2 separate regions of the Zea mays genome follow, and region 1 is linked to region 2. A link is a contact called in public Hi-C data. All regions are on one chromosome and are shown on one strand. Each heading gives the region's core, a stretch centred on a gene start, on an enhancer-like site or on the middle of the called end of the contact. The rest is flanking DNA. Distances are from core to core; before and after follow the strand shown. Region 1 holds the start of LOC103649828. Region 2 holds the start of LOC100191388.

Region 1 (5,367 bases), core at 2,799-5,298, 310 kb after region 2:
TTAAGGAGTTTAATTTACTTAGGATTTAAACTCACCCAATCTCACTCAATCCACAAGGGTTGAGAGCTAACCGAACAAGCCCTAAGTAAATTACAGACAGAGGATCCTGCGGGTAAGGACATAGGGAGCTGAACCCCTATGTTGGATCTGCCCCTTATTATAGAGTAGTGTCCGAAGAATGACCTCGTATTCCTAGATCTGCCGGTCAGAGAGTGTGCTGAGGAAAGGCGCTCCTAATCGTTGGAACCCGTTAGTCAGTTGAGAGAGGCAGGTGCGTCAACCATGAAAGGACCCGCCCTCGGTCGAACCCCGTGGCACCGAGTTCGGGGTCGGGCGTGTCGGAAGAGATCTCGCGTCCGGTCCTGGATTGGCCGTATTAACCACGTCTAGCACCGAGCCGTAACATGGGCATCGATCCGCTAACCACGCATGACCTACGGGCCCCTCGGCTCGCATAGCACTCATGACCTACAAACCCTCGGTCTGCGACACACTTATGGCCTATCTAACTAAGCCTGAGTGTGCTGACCTTACGCAGGGCACTACACGACAGGCCTCGCCGAGCACCAGGCTATGGAGCTAGGGGTCGGCACAACCATAATGATGACGCATGAGATCATCGCCGCCCCCACGTCATCCGCCACAATAAATACGTGACAGCCAAGCGGGCCCCACGAGTACGTGTGGCCTCACCTGGGGTAAAATGCTGGTTTTACCCTTGCCCTACGTCTCTTTCCAAGGAAAGCCACCGCTGGTCGACCCATATCCCGGTCTATAAAACGAAGAGAGAGCTCTTGGACACAACCGCACGCCTTCAGACGGAAACGAACCCACAAGGGCGAACAGGAGGAGGAGCGCCGACGAGGACCTGGAGGTCGGAGCCTCGTCAAGCCAAGACTTAGCTAAGACTTCATCTTCTAGCTTCTAAGCTTCACTTCCACCCCGATAAGATACATAGGAGTCTCTCCTCTCTCTCGACTGCTTGTAACCCCTACTACGAGTTTGATTATCAATGGTGCTAGTAGCGCAAGTTACCGATGACTGGAAGTAGGGACATTCTACCCAAATCAGTATAAATCTTGCGCTCTCCGTACACGCCCTCCGGAGCCTGGAACGAGTACAATAAATTTACTTGTCGAAGCGAGGTACAAAACACCGACAAGTAGTAATTCACAATCCATCACCCATAAATAATGATCATTTTGATCAAACAAATCGATCCACGGAGCAAAGTACAAGGTGATTAGGCAAGTCTAGATTTGTCACAAGACAGAAAACCTAGTAATTCAAGAAATATCAGCTAGTTTTGTTGATCAAAGTGTCCCCAATTACGAACATAGTTTAGAAAACATATCTGAGTACTAAGTTCGGTTGGGGGCAAGGCAGGAGAATAGCTGCAGCTGCAACCTGCCGTCGATCCCAAAATGGCCTCCTGAGCGATTTTTTTTCTTCAAAAACTAAAGAGAGTTTCAGATCAAAGAGTAAGGTAAAGACGAAGCCATCTTTACAGCAACTTCTATCAAAATGCCGGTACATAGCCATGAAAAAGCAACAAAAAAAAGGCAAGGCAATATCAGAAAAGGAATTCTTCGTTGCCTAGAAAAGACATACATGAACATCATTGACGGTCACCTCATTTGTCTTCATATATACTACATCAGACCATGTGCCATGTACTATCTATCCAGGTATATCTAACCATAATCCATGGTTTTGAAATAATCATGTGGACGGTTAGTGCTCATTAATTTTGTATTAAACCACTTTTCCATTTTCATGATGTCCTTTTTAGGTGCTTGTGGGGGTCTTGAAAAAACTAGATGACATATGTTCTCGATTCTACAGGCAAGATGGTCATTTCGAAAATAAATAGAGACTGATCAAATGGAAGATTATTTGTCAACATAAAGAATATAGCGGATTGGGGGTAGCCAATCTAGCCATTAAGAACATTTACTTAGCAAATTGCTTTTTAGATTATTCAATGAAGATGGTACATTGGTACATGGCGGAAAATTGTTCAAAATAAATATTTAGGATCCAAATCGCTTACGCAAGTCGTGGGAAGACCAAGTGACTCATATTTTTTGTATGGGTTCATGAATATTAAAGCAGAATTCTTGAGATGGGGCAGGTTTAGAGGAGGCGATAGTCATGCGACCAGGTTTTGGATTGACCGATGGATACCATTTTCCTAATCTTTTTAATATTGTGCTTAAAAGGAACGCTTTAGTCAAGGATGTTATGAATGGAAATATATCCAACCTATCTTTCATAAAGCTATTGTTGGGGTAAAATTGGTTGGGTGGCAGTATTTATCAAATTTAATGGCATTTGTTACTTTAGGACAATCGAGAGACAAATTCTTTTGGGCACTGAAAGGGAAATTGCCTCAACATTTTCTATAATCGATTTTGGTGTTTGACGACCATCACAAACCTTATGGACTAACTAGTTTGTCCAGTTAATCATTTGTCAGGTGGATAAGTTTATCTACAACTATTCTAAGTCGACTGTCCGTAATATTCCGGACAGGAGAAGATTTTTTGGAAAAACACCTATGCGCGGACCGTCCGCGACACCAGAGTGTGCCTCGGACAGAAACACTGAAAAAACACAAGTTAACACTACCGACTGTCCGATGGAGAAGCGAGCACCGTCTGAGACCAAGCACGGACCGTTCGGCCTCAGGCGCGGACCGTCCGATCGTTGTAAAACCAGAAAAAACTCGAAGGTGACGTGTTCGGTATAATTCATTTTAGCGTCCTCGCGGACCGTCCGGGGTGCACGACCGGACCGTCCGCGAGTGCTGTATCTGACATCTGACGATGCATTAAATGCTCTATAGCCGTTGACACAATTCCGGAAAATTCCGAGACACAATTCCAGAAAATTCCGAGACACAAATCCGGTAATTTCCGACAAAAACCGGTAACCGAAGGAAACGGTCGGTAAAACACCACGCCGATTTCGATAGAAAATTCCGAAAACCGATTCCGTTTTTGAAAAATACCGTTACCGGTGAATCCGATCGAAAAATTTCGAAATCAATTTCCGGAATACTGAAAAAATTTGAAACCGTTTTCATCCCTAGCAGCAGTCAAGTAGGCAGCGCGAGTGTCGCGGACTTTTGCAGGCGTGGATCCTACAGTCGCTTGCAGGCATGGAGACTGGAGATGACGTGACAACCTGACGCCAAACGTGGGTGGAACGGAGGTCGGGGAGCGGCTGGTTTTAGGGTTTTTAGGGTCGAAAAAGGAAAGGGGGAGGGAGACTGACTTGAGGCAACGGCTAGCCTCGGTTCGAAGCGCGAAAAGAGACCGGCCGCCAGCTCAGAGCACGGCTCGGGCTCGCCGCTCGCCACTGATCCGACAAAAAAAACCACCGCCCACGGCCAGCGCTTTCCAGCTGCGAACCCCACCCACCAGTCCGCCACTCAATCGACCACGGCAAGGAGCGCGCGCACGGCGCGCCCCTGCCCTGGCTGCTCCAGTCGGTCGCCATCGGTCGGTGTGGTTTGCACGGCGATCCGTCTGTTGGTTCCTACCACTGCTGCCAGCCGCAGCACTTGCTCCGGCTACGTACGTACACCGTGTAATGGTAATCATGTGGATCAACGGTTTTCGCCGTGTGCTAATCACGGACCAGTGGCCCCTACGCGGTATACGAGCAGAGTGTTGAAAACCGATTGACGAGGCAGGATATTAGCTACTAGGATTCTGCGAACGCGTACGCCGTGGCGATAGTAAATACCATCTGTGCTTTGCTAAAAACTTGAATGAATGCGGCGACCGGCGAGGCTACGAGATCGCGATCAGATGCACCCGAAATGATGTAATAATGGTGATGGCCAGCGAAATCCGGATCCAGGAAAGAAAAACATCATTTCAATGCGAGTTAATCCCGATCCTGGTAGACATTATCGAAAAGGCTGCACACCACGATTACTCTGCCGACTACTTAACTTTCCTCTGTACGCACGGCACGATCCATCCATCCAGCGGCAGGGCAGGGCAGCGGCTGCACAGGAGCCGTGCCGTGCCGTGCCGTGCCGCTGCACCCCAAGCCCCACCACCGTCCACCACCATAAAACACCCGCACACCACCACTCTCACTCTCGCAGTCGCAGCAACCAACTCGGTCGGTCCGCGCCCGCCCGCCCGCCCGCCTCCGTTGGCCATTTGAATGTGAGAAAGAGAGGGACCAGTGATCCGTCGTCGGTCGCCGGCCATGCCGAGATCCTCCTCCAGCCCCGGCTCCGGCTCCAAGCGCATCCTGGGGAGGGCGATGGCCGCGATCCTGGCGCTGCCGCTGACCCCGATCACCAAGGCCAAGCTCGGCCTGCTGCTCTTCAAGAAGCGCGCCTCCGCCGCCGCGGGCAGGCGCCGCTGCTACAAGCCGTTCCGCCACTACAACTACGCCTACGTGGGCGAGTACCAGTTCTCGCCCTCCCGCTCCCCGCTGCTCCCGGCCCCGCCCCCCGGCGTCACCACCTGGCGGAGGGCCGCCGCCGCCGCCGCCAGGAGGCGCCGGGGCAGGGCCAGGATGGTCCTCGCCTCCCTCTTCTGTGGCGGCGGCGGCGCCGACGAGCTCGACGTCGCCGTGCTGGACGGCCTCGCGCGTCGCACCGACGGGCGCGCGGAGAGGGACCAGCTGGTGGTGCTCGCCCCGGCTCTCGAGTGGGCGCGCGGCCGCGACGACGGTGCAGCCTACGCCTGCAGCAGCAACGACGAGGATGAGGAGGTGGCGGTTGTGGACTACGGGGAGGAAGGCGACGTGGAAGTGGACGACCGCGCCGAGCGCTTCATCGAGCGGTTCTACCAGGAGATGAGGCTGCAGAGGCAGCGCTCTCTGGTCCAGCGCCTGCTCTAGAGACATTCGTCCGTTGCTGCTGCTTCAATTCCTTGGTCGATCGGGCAGAACCAGTCGTGGTTGTCGCTGCTATCTTAGCTGCACTTCGGTTAAATCTCTCCGTATCTTGCATTTGCGTCGTTCCATGTTTTTTTGCTTCTCATGTGGCAATTCTCTTGTCTGTGGAAGGAGACATTCGTCTCCCCTGCTGTTGTACTGTTACTTCTAGTCCTTACCTATATAATCCATCCTTGTGTTGCAATGTTCATTTTTTTTTGGGGGGTAGTGTTTTGAGTTTGTACAATTATTACAAAGCATGCGTGCTACACACCTGTTTCTATTAGCACAAAATGCCAACTTCTGATTTCAAAATCGACATCGTGGATTCTTTAATTCGGAACTGGAAAGGAGCGGCTACCAGAGCAAATCATGGAAAACGATCAGGATATATAATGTGGGGATGACAAGTCGAAGAGCAGCTGACGGTCAGCTGTCTCGTATCCTGGATAGATTAAG
Region 2 (5,176 bases), core at 838-3,337:
CGCTTTCGTAAGGGGGCTGAGAGCCGCCGTCGTCACAGAGTATGCGGGGTGCCATCATTGCCTATCTCGCGGAGCAAGCCAGATGGGACGCCGGTCTTGTTCCCCGTGGCCCGAGTCGGCTCGGGGTAGGGTGATGATGGCGCCTCCTGTTGACGTGGCTGGTCTACGCCCTAGGTTGGGCGATGTGGAAGCTCCTCCGAAGCCGAGGTTGAGTCTGTCTTCCATGGCCGAGGTCGAGTCCGAGCCCCTGGTTCGGGCGAGGCGGAGACCGTCGGCTGAGGCTAGGGCGGAGTCCGAGCCCTGGGGTCGGGCGGAGCGGAGTTCGTCGTCTTCTGGGGCTGAGCCCAAGTCCGAGCCCTGGGTCGGGCGGAGTGGAGTTCGCCGTCTTCCGGGGTTTAGCCCGAGTCCGAGCCCTGGGTCGGGCGGAGCGGAGTTCGCCGTCTTCCGGGGCTTAGCCCGAGTCCGAGCCCTGGGTCGGGCGGAGCGGAGTTCGTCGTCTTCTGGGGCTTAGCCCGAGTCCGAGCCCTGGGTCGGGCGGAGCAGAGTTCGTCGTCTTCTGGGGCTGAGCCCAAGTCCGAGCCCTGGGTCGGGCGAAGCGGAGCTTCCTATGGTGCCTCCGGCCGTGCCTGACTGCCTGTCAGCCTCACTCTGTCAAGTGGCACCGCAGTCGGAGCGGCGCAGGCGGCGCTGTCTTTCTGTCAGGCCGGTCAGTGGAGCGGCGAAGTGACGGCGGTCACTTCGGCTCTATCGGCTGGGGGGCGCGTGTCAGGATAAAGGCGTCAGGCTGCCTTTGCATTAAATGCTCCTGCGATTTGGTCGGTCAGTGCGGCGATTTGGCCAGGGTTGGTTCTTGGCGAAGGCAGGGCCTCGGGCGAGCCGGAAATATGTTCGCCGCTGGAGGGGGGCCTCGGGCGAGACGGAGATCCTCCGGGGTCGGCTGCCCTTTTCCGAGGCTAGGCTCGGGCGAGGCGTGATCGAGTCCCTCGAATGGACTGATCCCTGACTTAATCGCACCTATCAGGCCTTTGCAGCTTTATGCTGATGGGGTTCTTAGCTGAGAATTAGGAGCCTTGAGGGTACCCCTAATTATGGTCCCCGACAATTACATAAGTTGGAGTTTATGTGCAAGCCAGAAACTCCTCGAATCTAGCTCAACATTTTGTTGAAATTGTTTTATGATGAAGCTAGAAAATCGAAGCTAAAATTCTTAAAGTGAAGCCCTCCCAAACAGACCATAAATATAGACTTAGTTAGGTTTAATAAGTTCATCTCGTCTTTTAGTCTTTATCTTCATCTGTGTAACTATCTTTATAATTAAACTATATTTAATTCTCGTAATTATCATTAAAACATTCAATGTAATATGAACTAAACTTTTGTTTGGTGGAATCAAACATCCTCTAAGCTTTTCATTCCTCATAGCAAAAATATATCTGACGACGGACACTGTCCCAAGAAAATCTGATCATGGAATACTCATTGTTTGGTTTAACTTTTTTCTGATGAGCTTATTTAAGAATTTACTCGTGAGAAAAATCTAGGTATCATAGAATTTACGTGCGGGGAAAAGATGATGATGTTTATAGGGTTTAGGATATATGAAGTAACAAAAAATCCTTCTATCATGTTAGCTCGGTCGATTATGCGTTCACATTGATTTGGATTATTTTCACCAAAGTAATTGTTATAAAAATGGACTGAAAAACTAGACATTTAACGGTCTATAATAACTTTTGATAACAGAATCTGGATTTTAGACCCTATTCGTTTTCACGGATTGGAGGCCCGAAATAATTTTTAGCCGAATTGTTTTTTTAATTTATATAATAAGTTTTAATAAATTGGAATGAATCCTGGTTCAATCCCGGATAAATGAACGTGCCCTTATGCTGAAACAAATCGTGTCCGTATCGAGCTTGTTCTGTTGAGCTTGCTGCAGATTTGCAGCAGAGCTGCGGCCGCTAGTGCAGCAACCAGCAAACCATCTCAGTAGGTAAAGCTAAAGCGAAAAGGCCCATCAAATTCGGTCCAATTTAAGGATTTAAACAGGCCGGCCTTTTATTACCTTAGGGTTTGCTCTTACCACTACGGGGAAGCCAGACGCCCAGACTGCAGTGCAAGTCATCACTCGGCTCGTTTCCCGAACCTTCCTCCTCGACTTATCCCCATGGGCAAGTCCGGCGCAAAAAAGAAGAAGCCGGCCACCGCCGCCGCCGCCGCCGCCGCAAAGCCGCCGCCCGCCTCGGTTGAGCTGAAGGCAACGCCGTCCTCGTCTTCTTTACCCGCGGCGAACGGTGCGGCGCCCCACCAGGTGGTGGACGCGGGCGTCCTCTTGCGCCGCGCACACGAGCTCAAGGAGGAGGGCAACCGCCTGTTTCAGTCGCGCGACTACGCCGGGGCGCTGCGCCAATACGAGCTGGCGCTCCGCCTCGCCCCGCGCGGCCATCCCGACCGCGCCGTCTTCCACAGCAATCGCGCGGCATGCCTCCTCCAGCTCCGCCCCGTAGACCACGAGGCCGTCGCGCAGGAGTGCTCCCTCGCGCTCCAGGCCGAGCCACGCTTTCCGCGCGCTCTCCTCCGCCGCGCCCGCGCGCTCGAGGCGCTCGGCCGCCACGAGCTCGCCCTCGCCGACGCGCTGGCGCTCCTTGCGCTCGACCCTGACCACCGCGAAGCCATCGACCTCTCCTACCGACTACGCTCCCGTGTCAACGCATCCTCTGCTGCCTCCGCTTCCTCGGCACCCGAGCCCACCAGCCGGCCCTCCCCCGCTGCCCTTGGTGCCTCCGCCGTTGTCGCCGGACTTGGCCATTCCCTCCCCGCTCGCTCATTCCCTAAGAAACAACCACCACCAGCCTCTCCTGCTAACTTGCAGCCAAATCTCGCAGTGATTCCAAAATCTAACCCGCCACCGTTGCCCAAGCTGGTGCCTTTCTCCAATTCTCCGCCATCTTCAACCAAGCCTTTGGCTGCAGATAGCTCCGAGAAGGCCATGACGCCTCCAGTTGCCTCTTTGCTACCGGAAAGAGCGGCACCACTTATAAATAAAAAGGTTGTGACGAGATGGAGGCCTCTCAAGCTGGTGTATGACCACGACATTAGGCTTGGGCAGGTTCCAGAGAAATGCAGCTTCCGAACACTTCGTGAGTTTGTAGCTAAGAGGTTCCCATCATCCAAGGCAGTGTTGATTAAATATAAGGATGCTGATGGTGATCTAGTTACCATCACATCAACAGAAGAGCTCCGGTTAGCTGAATTATTCATTGATAAAGTTGGCCACGAGGTTGTAGAAAATGGGAGGGAGGATGACAATAAGCTCCCGGTGTTGAGGCTGCACCTTGTTGAAGTTAGCCCAGAACAGGAACCAACTTTGCCATTGGAAGAAGAGAAGTTGGAGGAGGATGAGGAATTGTTGATCAATGGTGAAGATAGCACTTTACATGCTTTAGCAGTGGTAACCGACGCAGAGGTGGTGAAGCAAGATGTTGAGAACAGATCTGCTGATCAAAGTGTGGAGACAGGGAAGAATGATTGTGGCCATGCCGAGTGCAAGGAAGCTGAGATTGATGATTGGTTGCTTCAGTTTGCAGATTTGTTCCGGAACCAGGTTGGGATTGATGCAGATGCACATTTAGACCTGCATGAGTTGGGCATGGAGCTGTGCTCCGAGGCTCTCGAGGAAACTGTGACAAGCATGGAGGCTCAGGTCCTTTTTGAGTTGGCTGCTTCTAAATTTCAGGAGGTTGCTGCTTTGGCCTTATTCAATTGGGGAAATGTGCACATGTGTGAAGCAAGGAAGCGCATCCCTCTCGATGAATCTGCTCCAAAGGAAGTCATGGCTGCTCAGCTCCGCACAGCTTATTATTGGGTGAAGGAGAGGTATGCTCTTGCAGGGCACAAATATGAGGAGGCCCTTAAAATCAAGCCAGACTTCTATGAAGGGCTTCTTGCTTTAGGCCAGCAACACTTCGAGACTGCAAAGCTTCATTGGTCATATGCACTGGCAGATAAGGCTGACCTATCTACCTGGGATTCTTTGGAAACATTCAAGCTTTTTGATAGCGCTGAGCAGAACATGAGGGCTGCAACAGAGATGTGGGAGAAGGTGGAAGAACAGAGAATGGCAGAGTTAAAAGAACCAGGCGCATGTGATAAGGATGGGGTACTGAGGAAAAGGCAGCACGGTGCAGGTGGTCAACCGGAGTTGACACCAGAAGAAGCAGCTGAGCAGGCAGCAGTAATGAGGCAACAGATTCACCTCTTCTGGGGTAATATGCTTTTCGAGCGTTCCCAAGTGGAGTTTAAGCTCAGTGTTGGTGACTGGAAGACAAATCTTGATGCATCTGTTGAAAGGTTTAAGTTGGCTGGAGCTTCAGAATCAGATATTTTGACAGTGTTGAAAAATCACTTTTCTAATGTAGCCTCTGAGTGTGAAGAGAAGAAAGTCATGACTTCAGGCACAGAAATTTCCCAAACAAATGACAATGTTGAGGATAAGTGTGTGGTTGAAACCTAAGTTTTCATGGTTCAAGGTGAATGACATCAATGTGTATCATATTCATCAATTGCTTGATAGGCTTTATTTGTTCTTGGTATTATCATGGTCCTTTGTCATTACATCTAGGCGAGAGCTTCAAGCACACTGAGTTTTGTGATTGCCATTGCCAACTGGTGCAGAGTCGACATGCTCCATGAAATCTTGATAATTTACTAGAGGTCTTAGATTTCTGAATATATGTTATCATTCTTCTACCAGTTTTAGTGGTATTTGATGTTGAGTTAGTTTTCTTTTTCTGTCAGAAACCAGGTCTTGGCAATATCTCCCTGCTCACATTGTTTAAAATATCGGACACATACTTAGTAAACACGGAATGTTACCCATGACTCATTTATTGTGCCAAGTTGCTGATCCCTACATAATAGATCTGTATTTTAGTTTTTGTGTATCTATTCTTGCCGCTTTTGCATCCAGCAATCGAAGGCAGTTGTGCCTCAAATGTGGCTGCTTTGTAAGTTGTAACATAGTGTACTTTATGCACTCTACAGTACCGAATTATTTTGGCACTGTACATGTACTGAATTCCTTCCGCAGAAAATATTCAAACAAAGGTACTGGCCAGGTTCAGCCACCATTAAACTACCTTTTCCCTTTGTCCAAGCTAATGGATATTCAAGGTCA

The links. Hi-C and Micro-C count contacts between places; a contact is called where the count stands out from the background.
Region 1: a Hi-C map of bundle sheath shows a contact between it and region 2, with 5 times the contacts expected there. The contact joins the promoter of LOC103649828 here to the promoter of LOC100191388 in region 2. A contact is called at or near these places in 6 of 25 Hi-C or Micro-C datasets (bundle sheath, ear, endosperm and 3 more).

The regions. Positions count from the first base shown.
Region 1 is chr3:21,915,617-21,920,983 of Zm-B73-REFERENCE-NAM-5.0, forward strand. LOC103649828 reads left to right here and starts at 4,049. Exons shown (of 1, transcript NM_001364399.1): 1 at 4,049-5,198. The coding sequence starts at 4,231. The coding sequence ends at 4,872.
Region 2 is chr3:21,606,402-21,611,577 of Zm-B73-REFERENCE-NAM-5.0, forward strand. LOC100191388 reads left to right here and starts at 2,088. Exons shown (of 1, transcript NM_001136822.2): 1 at 2,088-4,883. The coding sequence starts at 2,168. The coding sequence ends at 4,513.